Linked DNA regions of Mus musculus: region 1 is linked to region 2. A link is a contact called in public Hi-C data. All regions are on one chromosome and are shown on one strand. The core of a region is the stretch at or near the end of the contact, and the rest is flanking DNA. Distances in the headings are between cores, read along the strand shown.

The links. A called contact is a pair of places that touch in the nucleus more often than the background predicts.
Region 1: a Hi-C map of cerebellum shows a contact between it and region 2, with 1.9 times the contacts expected there. The contact joins two enhancer-like sites. A contact is called at or near these places in 6 of 484 Hi-C or Micro-C datasets (the C2C12 cell line, brain, cerebellar granule neurons and 3 more) and 2 of 115 datasets of contacts at active chromatin or transcription factors (the SCID.adh cell line and astrocytes).

What each region holds. Positions count from the first base shown.
Region 1 is chr10:25,108,500-25,114,906 of GRCm38.p6, forward strand. All of the region lies in intron 1 of Gm51762 (a long non-coding RNA gene), which reads left to right. Among named protein-coding and RNA genes, the nearest start is that of Gm51762, 24 kb to the left of the region's middle. Within about 2 kb of position 3,347, at least 54 of the 459 cell types and tissues checked have an H3K27ac peak or open chromatin away from gene starts, as enhancers often do. A contact at or near this core is called in cerebellar granule neurons and cerebellum, where this site is marked.
Region 2 is chr10:25,019,481-25,026,258 of GRCm38.p6, forward strand. The region is part of intron 2 of Gm47715 (a long non-coding RNA gene); the gene reads left to right. Among named protein-coding and RNA genes, the nearest start is that of Gm47715, 23 kb to the left of the region's middle. Within about 2 kb of position 4,196, at least 52 of the 459 cell types and tissues checked have an H3K27ac peak or open chromatin away from gene starts, as enhancers often do. A contact at or near this core is called in cerebellar granule neurons and cerebellum, where this site is marked.

The DNA of each region.
Region 1 (6,407 bases), core at 2,097-4,596, 88 kb after region 2:
TTTTGTTTTGTTTTGTTTTGTTTTCAAATGTTTAGATTCAGATGGCATTAGAGAGTTAAATACATGAAGCAGAGACTCTGTTAGGAGATAACGGCATGGGGACCCCCACAACTTCTATTCATTCTAGCTTGACTTCTCACAGGAAATGACCCTGAGACGAGAACTCTGAAGCCTGTGGGTTACTTGGAAAGTATGGACAACATTGGTAGAGAATGGGGGAAGTGATTTAGACAAAGGAGCCGTCTACATGATGGTGTATGGTTATGCCTGTTACCAAAGTAGATAATGACCAGGGAAAACAGAAAGAAGGTGCTGTGTGCAGAATGAACCCAACTGTTGTGCCCACCTCGTCTGGCAAGGAAAACACAACACGGTCGGATTCTTCTCAACAGCTTTATTGCAGGAACGCCTCGATGCTACGGGAACCCCGGGTATCCAGGGAGGACTCCTTATATACACCCCAGCACAGGGAAAAGCTTTGTGTCCTCCTGGGATTGGTCAGTCTGCCGGCACCTTAATTTGCATGCACCCGCTCGGGAGGGGTTGGCGCCAGATTCGGGCTAGCGCCTGCGCAGGGATATTGTTTACGGTGACAGGTGTACCGGAGACCAGCACCATCTTTTAGGCACCTGCTGCCTACACCCAGCGGCATGACTGACTTCCTAAGGTCAGAGCTGACCTCTTGCTAGCCTGCTGTACATTCAGACAGGGTAGGTGTCTTAGTCAGGGTTTCTATTCCTGCACAAACATCATGACCAAGAAGCAAGTTGGGGAGGAAAGGGTTTATTCAGCTTACACTTCCATACTGCTGTTTATCACCAAGGAAGTCAGGACTGGAACTCAAGCAGGTCAGGAAGCAGGAGCTGATGCAGAAGCCATGGAGGGATGTTCTTTACTGGCTTGCTTCCCCTGGCTTGCTCAGCCTGCTCTCTTATAGAACCAAGACTACCAGCCCAGAGATGGTCCCACCCACAAGGGGCCTTTCCCCCACTAATTGAGAAAATGCCTTACAGTTGGATCTCATGAAGGCATTTCCTCAACTGAAGCTCCTTTCTCTGTGATAACTCCAGCTGTGTCAAGTTGACACAAAACTAGCCAGTACAGTAGGCATATGTACCCTAAGGTTCAGAGCTGCAGATACCATAAGATGGGAGTCAGCCAGTGTTGGTTGAAAGGGGCAAAAAATGTAGAAGTGTTCCTGGCATTGTCTGCAGCATCTTTCATGGTCATGAAAACCAGATTATGTGTCCTTGAATCCAGCTCCTCTCATCCTATGTGACTTCAGACAAGTAGTTGGGCTCCTTCATCTATCCATAGGGATATCCCTGCCCATGTCATGTAGCTGTGACATGTTAACTCATTCCATACTAAGAATAGAACTTGGTCCTAACATTAGATTGTTTGCTGTTCCTATTACCATGGTAATAGTAACCATAGCTGTTACTATTACTTTGTAATGTGGGGATTAAGACTGCCTGGATCACTCATTTCAGCAGGTTCATAAGGAAAAGATAAAAACTCAGGGCAGAAAACACTCCACATTGAAACAGAAGAGTCAACAAAAAAGAATGAGGAGAAGAGATCTGTGAGGCAGGAGGAAGGCCATGTAACTAAGGTGACAGGAGCCATGGGGAAGTATGTCAAGAAACAAAACTGCCCTGTGACAAAAGATGCCGAGATATGAGCACTGGACCAGAAGCCCTTTCCCATCTGGAGCAGGAGGGTTCACCTTGCACATCTGTTAGCTATCAAGGGTTTTGTGTGGTGTCTCCTGACTTTGAACACCTGTATCCCTTCTTTCTTTTGCTAATGGTATCTGGTTCTTCTCTAAGAAGCATGTGGGACCAAGTAAACCTATGGCCCATCTCATCAGAATTCTCCCTGCACAGACTGAAGAAATGCCATCTCTAGACCATTTGTTGTAGCTGGCTGGATTATCATCTAGAGGTGCATACGGACAACCATTTCTCTGGCCAATAGAAAGACACGTTTAAGTAGTAGGAATGAGTTCATCACACTCTTCCACAATCACCAAAAAGCACTAAAGCACCAGGCAACAAAAGTCAACAATACAACACTCGAGACTTTTTTTTTTTTTTTTTTTGGTATAGTATCTCCTTTGAAGTGTGTGGCCCTATAACATTAAAAATCCATTGTTAATTAGAGTGTGATAGCATTTTGCTTCTGTTTTCCCATAAACTGCTTCTACCAACAAACAGAGACACGGAGGGTGAAGCGGTTCTTTCAAGGCCACACAAAAAGCTAAGCACTTCCTGCCACTCAAATCGTCACAGTAAAGGTAAAAACTAGACACAGCCCCAGCGTCTCTCTATATTTCTACCTGATATCCTGTGCTCACCACCATCATACTTACTATAAAGTTCTTAAAATATATGAAAGAGTGGAGGCTTGTGATGCAGCACTTGGCAGAGTGCTGGCTGCACATTTTCCCCAGTCGCACATAAACCAGATATATACATAATCCTTGCCTGCAATCTGAGCACCTGGGAGATGGAGGCAGGAGGAGGGGAAGTTCTACATTTTCAGCTATGTATTAAGTTCAAGGCCAGCCTGGGCTACATGAGTCCCTGTCACAAAAAAAGAAAAGAAACAAGAAATAGAAAGAGCAGAGGAAAGTAAAAGGACCAAAGAAGAACGGATGAAAACATACCTAAGTAAAGACTGTGCCAGAACCTGAGCTCAGATCCCTAGCAGACTTTTAACCCCAGCTCTCAGCCCTCACCTGCAATCCCAGCACGCGCAGAGATCGCAGAGATCAGGAGGGTCCTTGAAACCTGCTGGGCAGACTGTTTAGAGGAATTTGTGAGCCCCAGGGTCAGTGAGAGTGCGTGCCCAAAAAAGTAACATGAAGGACAAACCAGGAACACAGCCAATGTTACCCTCTGGGTTCTACACATACAGGCATGTACACATGTGCAGGTGCACTTTACACACACGAGTACACGATTGAACACACATACACACAGCCTCCAATTTGGTGCACATATGCATGTACAATATCAGAAAGCTAGGCACTTCCTGCCACTTAAATAATTTACCAACCGGTGTATTATCAACAATCTTTTGTCCTAAAAACTAGTCAGTCTTAAAAAAAAAACAAAAAACAAAAAAACAAAAAAAGAATGCTAAGAATGGTCAATTGTCGGTCCGTCCCTCATCACCCACCAGATCCCCATTGTTACATGAGTACAATTGGCATTCTCATTAGGGACTCACAGGGACATCACCTGCTCAGCTGTATTTCTGCACGCCCAGCTCTGAGCGCGTGGTCCTCTTGGCTCTGAGGTCAGAGTGCTTGCAAGGCTGCACCAGACTCCCCGCTGGTTTTATTTACAACCTCATCAGTTCCCACACAGCTCCAGATGGGTCCTCGGGCCTTTGTCTATCACAGTTTCCTTTCTGGAATTTGTGAGGAATGACCTAGATTTTTTTTTTAAGTGCCTACAATCTCCTTTGAAATAGCAATGACTTCAAAGGGAGACTCTATCTAGGAGAATACAAACAGTATTTCAGCTGGGAGCCATTCCGAGATTTTTATAACTTGCCATTTAATAGGATTTTTTTTTCCTTCTGCATTGGCAAAGGGAAGGCATTTTGCCATAGCAGAGTACTTCATTGGATCAGAGTCCAGCATCACATAGCCAAGAAGGCAAAAATAATCTTATCATCCATCTTGCTGAGTAGATGAGCCACGAGCTTTACAAATACAACTCATGAGAACTAAGCAGCCTGTGATTGAAGATAAGACCTCTGAATGGAATTGCAAACACCGCTGGGGTTTCTGAGCCCCTGGTCAAATACCTACTGCCATCACTCCCCCCACCCCCATGTACTAATCTTAGAGCAAAGACCCCGTTTCTAAATTTCTTCTGCAAGTATGACCTTTTTAAAAAAAAAAAAAAAAGCAATCTCTGGAAATTTCTTATCAGGGTCAAGTTGTTTCGGGGACATTTTCTAACCAACAGTACAATATACCCTTAAAACATCACATTTATAGACTATCACTTTTTAATCTTATCTACACAACGGTGCTGGGAATGAGCTCTTGAATTCATTACACTCCTCAAATTAAATTCGAATTGATGAATTTCTCATGCATGCTGAACGAAACAATTAGTTCCATAATGGTTATTTATTAAGTCTTTGCATTGCGCCCGCTGGAAACCACAGCCGGCAAGGCTGAGCGGATACAAAGGATTTTTTTAAATGAAAGCTTAGGATGGAAAGACACTGAGCAGGAAAAAAAGCTCAATGGAAATTTAAGCTTGTTGTTTGTGTACAAAACTATATTAGGATAAAAATTTGATCTTCAGTAATGGGTACCTTCACATTGTATTTAGTATTTTGCATAAATTTTAATACTCCCAGCAGGTCCACCACAGCACAGAACAATCCCCAGTATTTGACTCTGTGCCTGGGTCTGCTACAACAGACTCTTTCCAGCCTTCTCCTCTGCTTGGCATCAGCTCATCGGCTCCCTGCTGGCTTGGTTTGGGCTCAGCCTGGAGGACACACTTTCCTTCTGCAGTTCAATATCTGTAGGTAGCTGACCTAGACCTATGACAATTTGACGTCCATCCTTCTCTTAGGTCTGTAGCCTCTACCGTGTTCTCTCTGTGAACGCTATCCTACAAGATGGACCTATCATTATAGAGCAGGTAAACTGGAAAAGATAGAAGCAAGCACTTGAATTACAGAAACAGCACCAGAAATTGCTAGTGTGTGTTCCTCTTCTGTTCTATTGTCTACCCCACCTATTCTGTAGAGTCTGGAGAGCACCTTGGACAGCAGTGCTTTCAATTTTGAATGAGTAGGCTGATTAATTATATAGTAAGCCAAAGTAAATAAATAAATAAATAAACATCAAATCGCAGAGAGAAATGGCAGACAGATAGCAAACTGTCACCAAACAAGGTGCTCAAAATATCCCGTCCAGACTGCTGGACTAACCCTATTGAGAGAGCAAATGAAAGAGTGTCTAGTAGAGCCAAGGAACACATAAAAACCCAGAAGATACCCTGGGGAAGGCAGAACTGTAGTTCCCAGTCCAGAGTCCCAGATGCAGCGGTGCCCACTTGGGTAAGGCTTCCAAGGAAAAATATGACACTAGAAAGGTGATGTCATCAACCAGGCACTTTCAGTTATCCAGCAGAAACTGACTGCAGGCGCTGGAGTGCCGCTCTGAGGACAGAGCCCTGGGCAGAGGGTCCTCTCCATCCTTGTCACGGATTAGCGGAGCCTCCTGCTTCTCTTACCCACTGTAGGCATTTTTATATTATGGGATAAATGGTACTAACCTCGGTTGGGAATATTCTCTTTCAGTTATTCTTAAGGACACCATGCTTTTACTCAGGGGAAATTTTAGTGTTCTTTCTTCATGTTCCAGAGGTAGGGGGCAGCCCATCCAGACACTAGAAATAAACTTGATGGAGTCTGGGACAAGAGAGCCTTCCACCATCTCAAAGTCATGATGTCAACAAGCTTCAATAGCACAGGACAGTTTACCAATATAATGTATACTATATCTTCAAACCACATCCTTTCCCAGCAAAATTAATGATGTTGAAATGGAATCACAGAATTGAGTGGGGTTTAATATCTGAGGGATCATGTTGCCCCTCTGCAACTGAGTGGTACAACCCCATTCCACCAGAAATGTGTCATTGAACTAAGGAGCCTGTGGCCGCCATCTTGAAACGTAAAATAACATCATCTACATTCATTTTCCATTGCTACTCTGAAATGACATCATCTATATTCATTTTCCATTGCTACTCTGAAATGACATCATCTACGTTCATATTCCATTGCTACGGTGAAATGACATCACCTATGTTCATTTTCCATTGCTACTCTAAAAGTCACTGCACAGCGAGAAGCTCAAAAACAATACAAACATACCACCCACGTCACATGGGCCAGAATTTCACATGAGCTTAACTGACAGTTTATTCTAGGATCCTGGAGGCTGAGAAGAAACTGCCTCCAGCTGACTTGGGGTGTTGGCTTAATAGGTTGTTCGTCTCACACTGCATCCTCATTTCTACCCCTCAGCCCCACCCCACCAACTAAAAGCCACAACTAAAAGCACACACCTGCATCTTCAAACTACAGAGCCAATGGAGCCCCCTTACTTCTATCCTGCCTTTACCTTTGGTACCTCTCTAGCTAGTAAGAACCTTGTCTGTGCCTACAGCCTCCCGTGCTTGGAATAGGCCATCTCCAATAATAGACCGACCCCCTGTTCTATAGTCTGTACGCTTGATTACAGCTACAAAGGCTCTTGGATCTCCAGTATAATGTATTTGGAGGCCCATTGGTTCTTATTGTACACAACTATGCTCTGAGCTGAACAACTGTCATCTTCAGTTCTCCCGTAGCTGCTT
Region 2 (6,778 bases), core at 2,946-5,445:
AACTCAGGTGACAGCAGATGCTGGCGAGGATGTGGAGAAAGAGGAACACTCCTCCATTGCTGGTGGGATTGCAAGCCGGTACAACCACTCTGGAAATCAGTTTGACAGTTCCTCAGAAAATTGGACATAGTACTACCTGAGGACCCAGCAATACCACTCCTGAGTATACACCCAGACGATGTTCCAAAATGTAATAAGGACATCCACTATGTTCATAGCAGCCTTATTTATAATAGCCAGAAGCTGGAAAGAACCCAGATGTCTCTCAAAGGAGGAATGGATATAGAAAATGTGGTGCATTTACACAATGGAGTACTACTCAGCTATTAAACACGGTGAATTTATGAAATTCTTAGGCAAATGGATGGAACCAGAAAATATCTTGAGTGAGGTAACCCAATCACAAAACAAAACAACAAAAAACCCACACATGGTATGCATTCACTGATAAATAGATATTAGCTCACAAGCTATGAATACCCAAGATACAATTCACAGACCACATGAGACTCAAGAAAAAGAAGAAAGACCAAAATGTAGGTGCTCCGGTCCTTCTTAGAAGAGCAAAATGCTCACAGGAACAAATATGGAGAGAAAGTTTGAGCAGAGACTGTCCCACCAGGGGATTCATCCCATATACAGTCACCAAACCCAGACACTATTGTGGATGCCAAGAAGTGCACGCTGAAAGGAGCCTGATATGGCTGTCTCCTGAGAGGCCCTGCCAGAGCCTTACAAATACAGAGGCGGATGTTAGCAGCCAACTATTGGACTGAGCACAGGGTCCCCAATAAAGGAGTTAGAGAAAGGGCTGAAGGAATCGAAGGGGTTTGCAACCCCATAGGAAGAACAACAATATCAACCAACCAGACCCCCCAGAACTTCCAGGGACTAAACCATCAGCAAAGGAGTATACATGGCTCCAGCTGCATCTGTAGCAGAGGATGGCCTTGTCATGCATCAATGGGAGGAGAGGTCCTTGGTCCTATGAAGGCTTGATAGATGCCCCAGTGTAGGGGAATTGAGAGCAGGGAGGTGGGAGTGGGTGGGTGGGTGGAGGAACACCCTCATAGAAGCAGGGGGAGGGAGGACGTGATAGGGTGTTTCAGAGAAGGAGGAAAACCAGGAAAGGGGATAACATTTGAAATGTAAATAAAGAAAATATCCAATAAAAAAAAAGATTTCTAATTCCACAGGATAGTATCACAAAAAGAGAGAGAGAGAGAGAGAAAGAAAGAAAGAAAGAAAGAAAGAAAAGAAAGTAAGAGCGTCTGAGACTTCAAAAGCCAGCCCCTAGTGACAAAATTCCTCCAACAAAGCCACACCTACGCCAGAAAGGCCACTCTTCCTAATAGAGTCAAACCTGTTAGCCTATGGGGGCATTTTCTTTCAAACCAGTCCCAGGAGCTATTGGCAATCCATTGTTGCTGGGCAGGATCAAAGCAATTTTCTTCGGTGGTGTAGTCATTGTTAATCTGCCCCTGCTCCAGGAATAACCTGCTACCCTGCTCGCACAAGCAACCCTAGTGCAGTTCTGTGAATTGACAACAAAGCAAAGACATGAAAACAGGAGAGGATTTGGGGAGATGAGAGGGCTCAGCAGAAGTAGAGGGAGGATGAGAGGCAGTAGGTAATGGGGTAAAAATGACCAAAATGCACTACAGACTATGTGAAACCATCAATGGATGATAAATAAATAAGCATCTTTTTCGGAAAATGCATTTGCCTGTTAGTTTTTCTTGGTGCATGAACCACCTACGTCATGAAAATCCCCAGCAGGATCTGAAATTGACTAAGAGAATGAGGCTTTGAGAGCATGTCCACAAAGAATTAACTCAGAGAAGCATTTTCTCCCAGGTAGGTGGCCTGGGCATTGCCTGCCCGCCCGCCCGCCCGCCCGCCCGCCCGCCCGCCCGCCTGCCCGCCTGCCCGCCCTCACTTCTCACCTGATGAGAGTTTATGCTGGGGCCACCGGTGCTGCTCCCATCTTTCCTCCTTTTGGCATTTCAGTGTGGACTGAAAATTAGCAAATCCCCAGGAATCATCCAGGCTCTCAGCCCTGGCCTGGGACCACTAAAATATTTGGTGAATTGCAAAGCTACTTGGTTCCCTGTCTTTCCCGCGTGCGGCTGCTCACCCCCTACTTTCTGAGCCATTCTAATAAATATCCTTTCATGATGTGTACACACAGTCTACGGTTCTGTTCCTCTAGAGAACCCCAGCTAATATGCCATGTCAACACAAAAGGAAGAGAACAGTGAAGTCTCAGGTGACCCCGGGACCCCACACAAGTACATACTTAGAGGGTCTATATATTTATTTCATAATTTCAGCTACTGTAGTGATTTGAATAGGCCCCCATAGACTCATGGGTTTGAATGCTTGGCCCACAGGGAGGAACACTATTCAGAGGTGTGTCCTTTTTAGAATAGTTGTGACCTCGTTGGAGGAAATGCATCACTGTGGGGTAGGCTTTGAGGGCTCCTAGTCCTCAAGTCCCACCCATTGCAGAAGAAACAGTCTCTCCTGGTTGCCTTCCGATCAAGACTCTCGGCTCCTTCTCCATCACTATGTCTGCCTGGATGCTGCCATGCTTCCCATCATTACAGTAATGAACTGAACCTCTGACACTGCAAGCCAGCCCCTATTAAATGTTTTTCTTTATAAGAGTTGCCTTGGTTATGGTGTCTCTTTGCAGCAATGAAACCCTAACTAAACTTCTCGGTTTCAGAATTTCCTTTCCATATTTTACCTCAGGCTTTTAGCCTGCTGAAATTTTCCATCGTGTAATTTCTTGACTGTATGAGCCATGGATAATTTGAACTGTAGATCCGGGGACTTCCCAGAGCTACCCCTCTCTGTGTTACTTTGTGATCTGGTCTCTCATTCTTCAGTCATTTCACCTTACTTCCCGCTGTGCTTTAAGTTTCCAGTAAAATTGAAGAATCCCAATGGCCTCTTTCTTTCTAGCAGGCAGTGATACATACAGATGGCCTTTGTTTGAACTTGGGCTGGGCTGTTTCAAAGCTGCTCTGCCCTGCAGTCCCAGGATGGACCTGTCCATCTCTCATCTCTCCTGCTCCTCACATGTTCACAGTCCCAATAGAAAGCCAGAACCTGTCTTCTTTGATGAATTCTGTTGCGGTCCATGAGTCACTTCATAAACCATATTAACACCAATTTCAGTCAGATAGGGATGGTTTATTGAATGCACACCCTAATACTGGTTGGATCGGGGGCATAACTCAGAATCTGAGCTATGACAATGAGTATCTTTCTCCGTCAGCTTATAAAGAAAAATAAAATTCACAAAAGTCACAGTGAACTCGTACACAGGTGAAGGAAGTGCTGCCCAGTGCTCAGCTCTGACTCAAGCCATTTTGGGCATAGCAGTTTATATTGACCTTTAACTTGATGGGTCCTACAAAAGGCTTTGTGGAGTTTCTTAAGATTAATGACCCTCATACAAAACACACAGAAAATAACAGATTATGTGATCAGGATGACCCTGCTCTGAGTCAAGTTATTCTTCTGTGTCAGTGACTGGCAGGCATATTATAGCAACAATATGAAATAGCTACGCAGGCATGGAACAAAATGGCTACAGCTATGCTGGGGTACCGAGGTTAGACCTCAATAGATTCCACGTTCATTTTTGTTTCCTTCCAGTCTCTTCTGTTTTCTGCTTCCCAGTGCTGCTCATTAACTGGCCAGTGTCATAAGAGGTCAATCTGAAGGAATATGGGGCTCACGACAGTGACCTCCTTTGTCCAGATGTTCTGGGAGCTTGCTGGTGCTTTCCAATAGATACTTAGTAATATGTTATTTGGTGTTACTAATTGTTCTTGGCAGGGATGCTGGTGAGCAGAAAGCTGGCAGAGCACTTTTTAAAAGTCTGTTGCAGTGTATTGTGATACTTTTATGCAAATACAAATGTTCTGGTATTGGCAAATGAGACTTTTTGTGGTAAAACAGAAGAAAGAAATTTACATTGCACCCCAAGATAAGCATAATGATTTGATCTTCATTTAGGAGGTATGTGTTGGGGGTGGGGGAAAGACTTGTTATTGGTAACAGAAAAAAATTCCCATTAATTTCTGCTCACTTTTATAGTAGTGTTGATGTCTAATTGGCTTGCTTCAGGACACTAGCTGTAATGCTCCTAAAAATAAGGATTACGTCAGTCTAGAGGCAGACAGAGCCTCCTCACCGGGTGCCAGCTCCATTCTTGATTACTGGACACATTTACCTCCTCGGTGGCATGGGCCTTCAGGCATGATTCTGAGCCACATTGAACGTTAAAACCAAGCAGAAGGAATGGCCTGAATTTACCCAGTTCAAAGCAATAGCTGCTACCTCATTGCAAACTAACACGGTCCCAAGGAAATGCCCTACTAAAGTTTTTCTTGAGATTTTCTGTCCCCAACACCACCACCACATGTGCTTTTTATCTCTGTCAACTAACTTCCTTCTAACTATTTGTTCCACTAAAGTGACAGAATTGGGTCATTCCAAGGCCGGAGCGGAAGATAAAACTGCTCTTGTGCCAGCCATGCTGGAGAAGTCTTTGAAGCCCAGGTGCTTTCAATAGAACAGAATTAACATTCAAGGCTGCACTTGGCCAGACCAAGTGCCTCTTTCAGGGAGTGGTTTGGGGGTGTTTATTTATAGCTCTCTTTGAAAAGAGTAGTGTCCATTTTTGATGGAATAAAAAAAGGGGGTCTCCGGTCTCTTTCCAACCTTTTTGTTTTTCTGATCAGTACTCTAAATTAACATTTCTAAATTAACATTGATTCCCAATTAAGCAGCAAGTGAACATTTACATTTCAAGAGCTGGGACAAGATTGTTTAGGAGAGTGGCATTAAGTATAATCTATTTTATTTAATACAGTACACTCTTATTGGATCCTTAGAATGCCCAAGTCATTTTCAGAAGGGTTTGAAGGATGCAAAAATAAATAAAATAGTTCTTCATGACAAAGATCTGGTAAGATAATGACATGAGATCCGCTGTGTAGAGGTGAATTGTAGAAACCAAGGTTACAGTAAAGATAGGAAACTTGATGTTTTTATTAACAACAGAAAGAGTGTTCAAGAGAAACGCAGGATTTAAAGGCTGAAGCTTAAAGGATAGTTAAGTTTTGCAAATTTATTTTAAAGGCCATTTAACTATTAAATAGTTTCTGACGCTTTCAGAAAATGTAACTGACCCTCACCCTCCACAGCAGACTCCTGTACACTACTGCTCCCTGAACATCTCTGCTATGTAAAGCTTAGTTCTTGGTACATAACGACTCCATCTAATCTAACCAGAGAATCTTTAAAGGTCTTCAAAGGCACATTAGCTAATTTTCTGCTGCTGCAATGAAACACTAGGATTCTGGAATCTAAAGTGTGTTTGAACTCACGATTCCAGGGGGGTGAGTCCATGATGGTGGAGAGGCATGGTAGCAGGTAGGCATGGCATCGGGTAGGCGTGGTAGCAGGTGGGTGTGGTAGCAGGTGTGCGTGGCAGCAGAAAGAAGCTGAAAGATCCCTTGCTTTAATCCAAAGCACAAAGCAGAGAGAGAAAGAACTAGAAAGCAAAGCTATCCACTCTCAAAACTCAACCCCAGTGGCACACTTTCTCCAGTAAGTCCACACCTCCTAAACCTCCCCCAGACTTCCACCAGCTCCGGACCAAGTGTTCAAATGTTTGAGCCTATAAGGAACAGGCCATTCAAGCCCTGTTACTGGGTCAGCATTCGTCCTACAAGAGTAAGCATTTATAAGCATTTGTTCCCTGTCGTTTCGTAGTTGTTACTGGTTGGAGCCCCTAGGAACTGAGTTGGAGTCATTATACACTGGAGTCGTGAGTTAAAATGAGACAGAAAAAAAAAAGGGACATTATTATTATGAAAATTTGAAACATTTCAAAAAACAGAATGAACAATATACCAAACCCCATGTATGCACACCCCACCTCTGACAAACACTGACGTATGGCAGATGTCGATTCCTCCACACCCCCACACGCACATTAACTCCTCAGTAAAATAGCGATGCTGTGAAGCTAATTGAAAAGGTTCTTTTATTTCTGCTTCCTTTTTTATTTAGTCCTTTTGTTTTTTTCAGTATAGATTTTATTCCCCTCCCGGTCCACCCTCCGACTGTTCCACATCCCATACCTACTCCCCACCCCCCTGTCTCTACAAGGATGTCCACACCCTCCAACCTCCACCCTACCAGACCTCTAAACTCCCTAGGGCCTCAGTCTCTTGAGGATTAGGTGCATCTTTTCTGACTGAACCCAGACCCGGCAGTCCTCTGCTGTTTATGTGTTGGGGTCCTCATATCAGCTGATGTATGCAGCTTAGTTGGTGGTCCAGTATTTGAGAGATCTAGGGGGTCCAGGTCAATCGAGACTGCTGGTCCTCTTACAGGGTTGCCCTCTTCCTCAGCTTTTTTCAAATTCAATCACAGGGGTCAGCAGCTTCTGTCCATTGATTGGGTGCAAATATTTGCATCTGATTCGTTCAGATGCTTGTTGGGCCTTTCAGAGGGCAGTCCTGATAGGTCCCTTTTTGTGAGCACTCCATAGCCTCAGTAATAGTGTCAGGCCTTGGGACCTCCCCTTGAGCTGGATCCCACTTTGGGCCTGTTGTTGGACCTTCTTTTCCTTCTCTCCATTTCCATCCCTGCAGTTCTTTCAGACAGGAACAATTAAAACAACTGACCCAATTCTAACTGAATGTGGAGCATGCTATAGCTCCTGAGAAGATTCTCATGTGTCCAAGAC